Regions from separate parts of the Mus musculus genome. Here regions 1 and 3 are each linked to region 2. Evidence: chromatin contacts called from public HiChIP or PLAC-seq data. All regions are on one chromosome and are shown on one strand. The core of a region is the stretch at or near the end of the contact, and the rest is flanking DNA. Distances in the headings are between cores, read along the strand shown.

Region 1 (3,604 bases), core at 528-3,027, 350 kb before region 2:
AATAACCTTTTTTATTTTATGTTACCAGAGTTTGAAGCTAGAACCTTACACATACAAAGCAAGAACATCTGAAACAAAATAGTGTGTGGGTGGGTATGCATGTCCATGTGTGCATGCGTGTGTGCACAGGTTCGTGCACCTTAGTGTGTTAATACAGGTACCCTCGTACCACAGTGCACGTGTGAAGGTCAGAGGACAAACTCAGGTCAGACCTTGCCTTCTGCCTTGTCTGAGACAGAATCTCTTTTTTGCTCCAGACTCTCTGGTCCACAAGCTTCCAAGGATTGTCCTATCTCCACCTCCCATCAGCCATTGCACACCAACGGTCTCAGGATGCGGAGGAGCTGGGGGACAGAGTCCTGGGTGGTGGTGAGCATGGCAGGGATGAATGACCTGGGGGGGAGAGCTCATTCATTGAAATAGAAAGTCTGGCTTATATAGCTTGAGAAAGGGAGGTGCCGCTTGCAGGGGCAAGGGCCTTCCAAGCGTACCAGCTAGATTAGCAGATTGTAGATCACGTGGTTTCTGAGAAGCCAGTTCTCTGGCAGGGAAACAGAAGCCTAACTGGCTTTATCATGATGTGGCCTTTGTCTCTACGGAATTGAGTAGGCCCAAGTCTGATCTAGGTAGGGAGTGACCCCACTCCTGCAGTGCTCTCTGAGACACGTCCCAATTATGGGCAATGCTACACCATCCCATATCTGGCTTGGGAACCCATCACTGTGTCCCTTTTTACATGGACTCTGAGAGGTTCTGGGAGAACTCAAACATGGGTCCTCATATTTGTGTAAGAAGAACTTTTACCCACTGAGTCTTCTCCTCAGCTCCTAAGCAAGCATTCTTGCATTGAAATCGCTACTCATCGGAAGCCTAGAGGTTCTGAAAGTGGGAAGGCCACTGATTTGCAACCAGAAGCAACAGACATGCCTACTAAAACATGCCTGGGCAGAAGACAGGACGCCCTTCCCATATGATCTGCGGTCTCTCACATAGTTGTTGCAGAACATCCAGAAGACCCTGTGACTTCATGTGGTGATGCTCGGAAGTCAGCAGAGTGACCAGAGCCCAGCTTTACCTGGAAGCTTTTAAATTAAGAGTTGGCTACACATAGCAGAGATGGCGTCCCCGGGAGCCTCTATTACTAGTGATGTTAAACGTGCAGCTAATGGGTAAGGAGAGGAAGGGGTGGTCCTGGCTTGGGAAGAAAGCTCTGTAAAACTCCAGCAGAGCCATACCGAACTAGGAAGGAGTAAAGGACAGTTGCTCCTTCCTGTAAGTCATGTAAAGAAGTCAACCATTCCTCACCCCCCCACACTCTGCCCAGAGGCACTTAGGCCTCAAAAAGAAGGGTGACAGGGTGCCTCCAAAGCAAACCCCATTTTTCAACCACTGCTCCAAACAGCTGTGGACCAACTCCAGCATTTGTTAAAAGGGAAGGAGAAAAGCTTGAATTAAAAATTGTAATGCCATCTTTAAGATAAAAGACTGTGTCTTCATTAACATAATAAGACCACTGTGGTGGGTGAAAGTGGCTGAGAAGATATGGACATGCACAGATGGTGAAGGGAGCTGCTTCTCAGCGGGAGAGAGACCTGTACCATACACATCGAGTGCAGGCAGCAGCCACTGGAATAACAAAACTGCTTTGTGTTCATGTCTCAAGGAGTCAACACAACCCAGTAAATCAAACCCAATCACATATATGTGAGAAGTATAGGGCCTTGGAGACCTGTGTCCCTACCATGGCCAACACCCTGGTGACGAATAATGACTCACACAAAATACATACCTGGCTTAGCCAACCACGCGTTGTCCTGCTTCGCAGAGTACACAAGGCAGGATACTCTGTCCTAGGCTTTTAGGGAGGCACTTAACAAAGGGAACATGGCAGTCTCTCCTTAGGAAGATCCCTGGTGGGATGTGCGGTGGGATGTGCTGACAGATAGCTGTAAGAGATGCAGTTTGGCCATTCTTTCTCTGGTATATTCTAGAAAATAATAACCTCATCTCACAGGAACAGGAGCTGGGTAGACCCATCTGGGAGGGTCAAAAGCCAAGGAGGTCCTGAGTCTCCAAGCTGAGATCATGAGATGAACAAGTCAGGGCACACCACAGGTCCTGGGACACATCCAGAAGATGGGGGAAATAACACTGGTGCCTGGGAGGAAATGAGGCTTTAAATGAGCAGGGTGGGAACTGGTTCAGAGAACACGATGTTGGCCTGGTTTATTTCCACCTAGCAAAGAAGAACACTGACTGGTGTCTGCACTGTGACAGAGAATGTGCTAAGCCGGGTTTGTCCTTTTGGGTTTTTTTTTTTTTTTTTTTTTTTTTTTTTTGTTTTGGAGACAGCATCTCACTCTGTAGCCCAGCCTGATCTCCCACTCCTGACCCTCCTGCTTCAGCCTCCCAGCGCCCGGTATGAGTCACCACACCCAACATCACCCTTGTCCTATCTTCCCATCACCCTGTAGGGAAATATTTTCTCCACTTTACAGACAGGGAAAGTGAGGCAGAAAAGTCACCTGAAGTCCACTGCTGCTGGAATTTGAACCTCAGGTCTGTCCTTAGGGCAGACTTGACGATTCTACACTCATGTGATATCAAAACACTGACGGTTTGCTCCAAATCCATTGGGTTTTGCTTCATAGGAGGCTACCTCAGCTTTAGGGAATTCTTTTACAGGTGCCCCCCCCCCCCCCCACCAGTGGCTGAGCCACTGGACCAGCAAGGGCCTCCTCCGGACTGCATCACCCACTGAAAGCCAACCTGCTACCTCAGCTTCCTTCCCTCCTAGGACTGTCAAGCCCCTGTGTACACCTAAGTCTGTCTCACTCAGCACCTGGCTCAGAGTCCTCAGCTAGAAACGCACACGCATGCACACAGACATGCACATGGACACACGGACACAAATCTAGCCCCCAAATCCTCTCTCTGACATTTCTTCCTCCTCACTAGTCTTTGGGTAGTGCAGAGACTGTGTGCTCTAGCTTCATTTGGTCCAAAGCCTCTAAACTAGAAAGAATTCGGGCAAGTCCCAAAGAGTAACTTAACCTCTGTGATTAGATGCTAATGCTCAAAGACAGTAGCTAATGAGCCTGTGGACACCAAGGGCAGAGTGTTACAGGTTGAAAGGGAAACGTCACCTGTATGTTCATGTGTTTGAACACTTGGTTTCCAGCCAGTGGTGCTATTCTGAAAAGCTGCAGGAATTCTCTGAGGCAGAGACTTCCTGGAGGAAGTGAGTGACTGAGAACTGGCCTTGAAGTTTTATGTCCCAGCCTCACTTCCTATAGGACCTCTGCTTCCTGCTTCAGGAAGTGTGAGGAGGCAGAGGCCACATGCTTGCTCTCCCTGGAGCCGCCTGCTGCCAGGTGTCACTGCCTGCTGCCAAGTGTTATAACCACGGTGGACTGGATCCTCTTCAAGTATAAATGCTCCCCTTGTTAAATATTTTTAAAGTTGAACCATGGGGCTGGAGAGATGGCTGAATAGTAAGAGACCTAGTTGCTGTTTCAGAAGACCGGGTTTCAATTCCCACACTGTCCATCAACCATTGTAACTCCAGCTCCAGGGGTTCCGCCGCCACCTTCCAACCTCCTCA
Region 2 (3,748 bases), core at 959-3,458:
GTCATCTCTCCAGCCCCTCCAGTCCACTTCTACATCACTGTCAAAGTCTTCAAAAGCAGAAGTCAACCAGGCTGCTCTTTGTGCCATGATACCAACATCACACTGCTCAAAAAAAAAAAAATGTTCATGCCTCTCAGGTCTCTGCCTATCTGTCTTTCTGTCCTCATGATTTCATGCCCACCCCTACCTCTAAACTCCAGTCCTACTGACTCCCTACCTGAGTTTCCCCAAGCTACTCTTGGGGAAGTGGTTTAACTACCCTGGGTCCCATAGTTCCTCATTTGTAAAGGAAATTTTGCTCCATAGGACTATGGCAGGCAGTAAATGAAAGAATACTTCAACAAAGTCTCGTAACTAAATCTGCTGTGCTCACATATCCTGTAAGAATGATGGTGTCACTGTAACTGCAGTTGGGGCAGCCTCCTCTTCTTCACTTAGCAAACCCTAGGCAACTCTCAGGGCTCACCTTTCTACCGTCCTGTCTTTACAGACATCCGAGATTAGAACCTGAATAACACAGCCTTTCAGGGGAGATTCAGTTCTTAGTCAACCTGTCTGTCTTACTCTTCCTGTACCTGAAGACCCAGGATTCCAAACACTGTGTCTCACTGACTTCGTTTCTTGGCACACAGAACAACATCTGGTTCCTGGCCTGTGCTCAGGACATGTTCAGCTCGTGAGTAAGCAGGGTAGTGTGGTCCCAAATGAAGGGATTGGATATTCGGATAGGGGATAACTATAGTCATCACCCCTGCTGGGGTATAGATTCTTTGCACAGTGCATGGACATTTATGCTTCCCACCCCTGGAAAAGAGGCTGCTAATCTCCCGTCATTCCACCCTCCTAGCAAAGCCTCCACCCCCCACCCCAACATCTGGCTCAGCCTGATGAAATGATGGATTACTGAGTCCCTTCAGCATGCCCAGTTAAAGCCACTGCCCACAGCTGTTTGAATTTCATCAGAACTGTTGGCAACCTTTCTGCCCAGCCCCCAAAGCCCACAGCTAGTAGGGAAATTTCAGTGAACAACCTTCAGATCAGCTGCAGTCTGTTTGTAGCTTCTTTTTAATCCAACAATCTTCTAATTTCCAAGCACAGATGAGTCAGATGAGAACCAGGAAGGGAGCTATACACCCAAGGTCCCCAGAGATGCATGCTCTCCTTCTGAGAAAAGCTGAATTTCCTGGAGGAGATATGTGTTAATTACCTTTTTCATTACTGTGATGAAATACATAACAAAATGACTTAAGGAAGAAAGAGTTGGTTTTTGGCTTACAGTTTGAGGGAGTAGCGCCGCAGCAGGAACGCAGCAAGAGCAGCTAGTCACACTGCATCCACCGTCAGGAAGGACACACAGAGAAAGATGAATGCTGGGGCTCCACACTCTTGCTACTTTGTATTCAGTCTGAAACATTCAGAGCAGGTGTTCCCTCCTCAGTTTCCTTTGTTAGAAACAGCCTCACTGCTCTTCCTAAGGTCCTGAGTTCAAATTCCAGCAACCACATGGTGGCTCAAACCATCTGCCCTCTTCTGGTGTGTCTGAAGACAGCTACAGTGCACTTAAATATAATCCCAAATAAATCTAAAAAAAACAAAAGAAGAGCCGGGTGTGGTGGTGCACGCCTTTAATCCCAGCACTCGGGAGGCAGAGGCAGGTGAATTTCTGAGTTTGAGGCCAGCCTGATCTACAAAATGAGTTCCAGGACAGCCAGGGCTATACAGAGAAACCCTGTATCGAAAAAACAAAAACAAAAACAAAAAAAAGAAGAAAGAAACAGCCTCATAGACATGGCCAGAGGTATGTTTCCATCGAGATTTATTTAATTTGTTCAAGTTGACAATGAAAACTGGCCATAACTGTCTTAGTTAGGGTTTTACTGCTGTGAACAGACACCATGACCAAGGCAATTCTTATAAGGACAACATTTCACTGGGGCTGACTTACAGGTTCAGAGCTTCAGCCCATGATCATCAAGGCAGGAGCATGGCAGCATCTAGGCAGGCATGGTACAGAAGGAGCTGAGAGCTCTACATCTTCATCTGAAGTCTATTAGCAGAATACTGACTTCCAGGTAGCTAGGATGATGACATTAAAGCCCACACCCAGAGTGACACACCTATTCCAAACAGTCTACATCTCCTAACAGTGCCACTCCCTGGGCAAGCATGTGCAAACTATCCTAGTTCCTAGTGACTCAGTGACGGGAGCTGACAGGGAAAATAAAAGCCCTTCCGCATTCAGGTCTGCAAACATCTAACTCAGCTCTGTTCTTCCAACCGGAGACCTTCAGAGGTCTCACTGATGCCCTCTATTCCTGCCCTGATGAACCTGGGTGTCCACATACTGTTGGCCTCTACAGAAAGACCATGGCTGGGGGCCTGTGAGATGGACATTGAAAGTGCTTGTTGCTCAAGCCTGATAACCTTACTTTGATTCTTGGGTTCCATGGTGATAGGAGGACCAGCTCCTGAAAGTTGCCCTCTGACCTCCAAATACATATCTAAAAAACAATCTATATCTATCTATCTATCTATCTATCTATCTATCTATCTATCTATCTACCTATCTTAAATTAGAAGGACTAGGACTGGGGAGATGGCTCAGTGGTTAAGAATACTGGTTGTGCTAGGAGTGGTGGACTTTAATCCCAGCATTTGGGAGGCAGAGGCAGGTCGATCTCTGAGGCCAGCCTGGTCTACAGAACAAGTTCCAGGTCAGCCAGGCTACACAGAGAAATTCTGTCTCAGAAAGAAAGAATGGAAGGAAGGAAGGAAGGAAGGAAGGAAGGAAGGGAGGGAGGAAGAAAGGAAGGAAGGAAGGAAGGAAGGAAGGAAGGAAGGAAGGAAGGAAGGAAGGAAGGAAGAGAAAAAGAAAATAGGGGGAGAAAAAAGGGAAAAAGAATTCTGGTTGCTCTTCCAGATGACCTGGGTTCAACTCTCTGTACACATGGTGACCCATAACTGTCGGTAACTCTAGCTCCTTGGAAATCCGTAGCTTTTCCAGGTACCAGGCATGTAAGTAGTGCACATACATGCTGTACTGGCTAGTTTTGTGTCAACTTGACACAGCTGGAGTTATCACAGAGAAAGGAGCTTCAGTTGAGGAAATGCCTCCATGAGATGCAATTGTAAGGCATTTTCTCAATTAGTGATCAAGGGGGAAAGGCCCCTTGTGGGTGGGACCATCTCAGGGCTGGTAGTCTTGGTTCTATAAGAAAGCAGGCTGAGCAAGCCAGGTGAGGCAAGCCAGTAAAGAACATCCCTCCATGGCCTCTGCATCAGCTCCTGCTCCCTGACCTGCTTGAGTTCCAGTCCTGACTTCCTTTGGTGATGAACAGCAGCATGGAAGTGTAAGCCGAATAAACCCTTTCCTCCCCAACTTGCTTCTTGGTCATGATGTTTGTGCAGGAATAGAAACCCTGACTAAGACAAATTGGTACCAGCAGAGTGGGGTATTCCTGTGACAACCTGACCATGTTTTGGGGAGGTCTGTGGAAGGACTTTGGAACTTTGGTCTTGAAGATCCATTTGTTGTTAAGAGCTCTGTGGGATGTTGTGTAGGAGCTTGGAAGATAATGTTGAGAACAGTGCAGAAGATGGAGGCCTGGCTTGTGAAATTTCAGAGGGAAAATTAAAGACTCTTTTCAGGGCCATTGCTGTTTTGATTGTGAAGATTCTGTAGTTCTGGTTAGCTGGGGCTGAAGAATCAGCTGTGATTAACAAGATACCAGAACTACTGAAGCAAAAG
Region 3 (3,373 bases), core at 400-2,899, 310 kb after region 2:
CCAGCTTTTCTCACAGCCTTTTGAACAAAAGCAGCACAGGGGGAGGCAAATAGCTGAGCTGAGGTATTTGATGAGATACAAGAACAGCTTCTTCCCATGCTGGGCCAGGCCACAAGCGGGCCCTTCACGGGCAAGTGGCTATCATGCCTGGACCGCAAGGCAGGCCACTCAACGCTGCTCTCTGCTAGATGAGAACAGCATTCATTTTTCTTGGGAATCTGAATATCAGTGGAGGCCTTCAAACCTGACTGAACAGGACTCAGTGGTTGAATAGCAGCTTAGCATCTATGAGGTGTGGGGTTCAGTCCCCAGCATCAAGTACATATGCACCGTCCCTCACGCACATAGAACACCTGAGCGTCACAAACTCTGATGAGCTCAACAGATGCTGATGCCAGCCTCTGCTTCCAGAGAGCTGGAGTTGAGCAGGGGACCCACAGTCTGTGGTGTTTTGAGGCAATTAGAAGTCAGGGTCAAATCCTTTTCACTCATGACTCTATTAGCACGAGAACAAACTGAGGGTCAGAGAGGAACAGGGTCTTACTTAAGTCACTCAGGCAAAGGTTCCAGCATCAGAGCTTGGGTCCGGCTCCCCAGGTACACCGCAGACTCATGGCTGGCATGCTTGGGTCTAGGTGGAAGGGTACATCATGGCAGAAAGGCTTGGGAACCTTGCCTATCACCCTCTAGGAAGACCTAACGTGAACAAGAGAGTGGCCAGGGAAAGGAAATGATATAGTTAATCCGCCAATGATACAACCAATCCACAGTCTATTGTTAATTTTTGTCCCCCACACTCAGAAGGGGCCTTTTCCCTCCAGTTTTTCCAGCAGCCATCATATGGGGGGGGGGGGCAGGAGGTCTGGCACCGGGGGTTCCCCAGGGCCAAGTCCCACTAGGCTTCTTTCTGGGAATCGAACCTGGGACCTCTGCAAGAGCAACAAGTGTTCTGAACCTCTGAGCCATCTCTCCAGCCCCAGAAGCAGGCTCTCTGATCCCATCTTCATTCGCACATTGATAGGAACAGCAGCTGGTATTTATGGAGTGGTTTGCATTCTCTATACATCTGAGCTATTTCATAATCCCAGGGTCTAGTAGCATTTCTATTCCTATTTACATGTGTGCTGATCAGCTTTTTGTCAAACTAGTCACAAACTAAAGTCATCTTGGAAGAGGGGACCTCAGTTGAGGAATTGCCTCCATCAGATTAGCATGTAGGAAAATCACATCCATCAGATTAGCATGTAGGGAAGTCTGTAGGGTGTTTTCTTACTTAATGGTTGGCGTGGGAAGGCCCAGCCCACTGGGCAGGTGGTCCTAGGTTGTATTAGAAGGCACATTGGGTAAAGCACAGGGAGAAAGCCAACAAGCCGTGTTCCTCCACGGCTCCTGCTTTGGTTCCTACCTCTTCCAGGTTCCTGCCTTGGCTTCCCTCAAAGGTGGACTGTACACATGTAAGCAAAATGAGCCCTCCCCCAGCCTCAAATCACTTTTGGTCAGTGTTTTATGACAGCAACAGAGAAGCACACCAGGACAAGCTGTTTCTGGCTTTCCTGATTATCATGAAAAAATGCTACCTTGAACATGGAGATCCTTGATTTTTACATGGGCCTGCGTTGTAATTGCTCTTGGGACTGTACCTCAGAGAAGAGCTGCTGAGTCACTTGGTATGGCTGGAACTCTTGAGTGTAAACAACAGGAACTGCCTCTCAATAAAGAGGACTTTTACTGGCAGTATCATGAAGGCTTCCAGAATCCCATAAAGAGAGGCAAAAGGATGGGCCTAGAAAATAGACAAAAGCGCCATAATGGTCAGTGGCCAGGCAGTGGAGTGGGTGGAGATGAGCCCTTCACGGGCCATCATCAGCACCCTAACAGCAGGCAGGTTAGCAAGGATAGAGTGTAATGAGTTGGGTCATAGTTTGATGGGATGTGGGAGACACCAGACTGAAGACCCAAAGACCAAGGGCAGGGTCTAATGGGGATTGGTCATACCTGAGTTCCCCTCGTGGGTCCTGGATGTCTAGATTCTTTCTGGCCTCTCTGCGCAGCCTTCTGTTCTCCCATATTTTTTGAGATGTTTTGGGACCTTAGGACTTTAAACTAAGGAAGGTATGTCAGTTTTTGACCTCTGTATTCAATTTTTAATCAACATATTGCATGTCCTCATGAGCTACAACGTGGCTGCGATTTTTCAGTGTCTGTGCACAATGTGTTATGATTGGATCAGGATGACTGGCGTATCCATCACCTCAGACAGTTCTCATTTCTCAGTATGGGAACGTGTGAAATCCTCCCACCAGCTACTTGCCCGCCACCGTTAAACCCTGGATGCTATAGGGCCTTAGCAGCGATTCCTCCCATCCGGCTGCAACCCTCTGCTCACTAACCACTCTCTCTACATCTCTGCTCAGGTTCTGGACCATTGTATCTCTCTGCATTCAGCCAGGATATGATTCAGTACACAGTGTCTTTCTTGACACTTGCTTGATTTACGTCACTTACGTCCAATTCCACCCATGTTGGGCGAATGACACAGTTGTGTTCCTGTTTATGCACAAATAATATTCTATTGTGTGTTTACTTTTTTTTTTTTTTTTTTTTTTTTTTTAAGAACAGTGTTTCTCTGTGTAGCCCTGGCTGTCCTGGAACTTTCACAGAGATCTGATGCCTCTGTCTTCCAAGTATGGGGATTAAAGGTATGTGCCACCACACTTTATGTTCGTATCCATTTGTCTGTTACTGGGCACCTAGGCTGATCCTACCTTCGCTGCTGTGAATTGCGGCCATTTAACTCTGAGCCACAGACTCTTGGTTGGGCTGATTTCAGTTTATCTTAATATACACTCAGCTTTCTGGGTCACATTGCAGTTGTGTTCCTTGTTTTGTAAGGCAGATGCACGCTGTTTCTCTGGTGGCCATGCTCCCAACTGCTGTGCTCAAGGCTCTCTTTGCTCAACATTTCCACCGGCATTTGTTACCTTCGTCTTTTTAATAATTGACATCTTATCAGGGCTGACTTGATGTCCCATTGTGTGTGTGTGTGTGTGTGTGTATGTGTGAGAAAGAGAGAGAGAGAGAGAGAGAGAGAGAGAGAGAGAGAGAGAGAGAGAGAGAGAGAGAGAGAGAGAGAGAGACATGAGCACAGGAACCTGCAGAGGTCAGAGGGTGTCAGGTCCCCGAGGGCTAGCATTAAGGGCAGCCGTGAAGCAATATAGGTGCTGGGAACTGAACCTCTCTCTGCAAGAGCAGCACTGCTCGTATCTGCTGAGTCATCTCCCCTCCGTTTTGTGCCCCCTGGTGATGGATGACAACCCTGTGATTGTTGACTATCTGTGTATCTTCTTTGGAGAAATCTAGTTAGGGCTTGGGC

What was found. HiChIP or PLAC-seq counts read pairs in DNA pulled down with a chosen protein or histone mark.
Region 1: a contact with region 2 is called in a FOXA1 HiChIP or PLAC-seq map of pancreatic cancer cells. The contact joins two enhancer-like sites. A contact is called at or near these places in 1 of 39 promoter capture datasets (hippocampal neurons), 1 of 115 datasets of contacts at active chromatin or transcription factors (pancreatic cancer cells) and 1 of 9 other capture datasets (liver).
Region 3: an HNF4G HiChIP or PLAC-seq map of pancreatic cancer cells shows a contact between it and region 2. The contact joins two enhancer-like sites. A contact is called at or near these places in 2 of 115 datasets of contacts at active chromatin or transcription factors (large pre-B cells and pancreatic cancer cells).

What each region holds. Positions count from the first base shown.
Region 1 is chr3:105,087,259-105,090,862 of GRCm38.p6, reverse strand. No RefSeq gene overlaps it. Among named protein-coding and RNA genes, the nearest start is that of Gm40118, 18 kb to the left of the region's middle. Within about 2 kb of position 1,777, at least 15 of the 459 cell types and tissues checked have an H3K27ac peak or open chromatin away from gene starts, as enhancers often do. A contact at or near this core is called in pancreatic cancer cells, where this site is marked.
Region 2 is chr3:104,740,556-104,744,303 of GRCm38.p6, reverse strand. No RefSeq gene overlaps it. Among named protein-coding and RNA genes, the nearest start is that of Tafa3, 35 kb to the left of the region's middle. Within about 2 kb of position 2,208, at least 32 of the 459 cell types and tissues checked have an H3K27ac peak or open chromatin away from gene starts, as enhancers often do. A contact at or near this core is called in pancreatic cancer cells, where this site is marked.
Region 3 is chr3:104,434,442-104,437,814 of GRCm38.p6, reverse strand. No RefSeq gene overlaps it. Among named protein-coding and RNA genes, the nearest start is that of Gm38412, 27 kb to the right of the region's middle. Within about 2 kb of position 1,649, at least 13 of the 459 cell types and tissues checked have an H3K27ac peak or open chromatin away from gene starts, as enhancers often do. A contact at or near this core is called in pancreatic cancer cells, where this site is marked.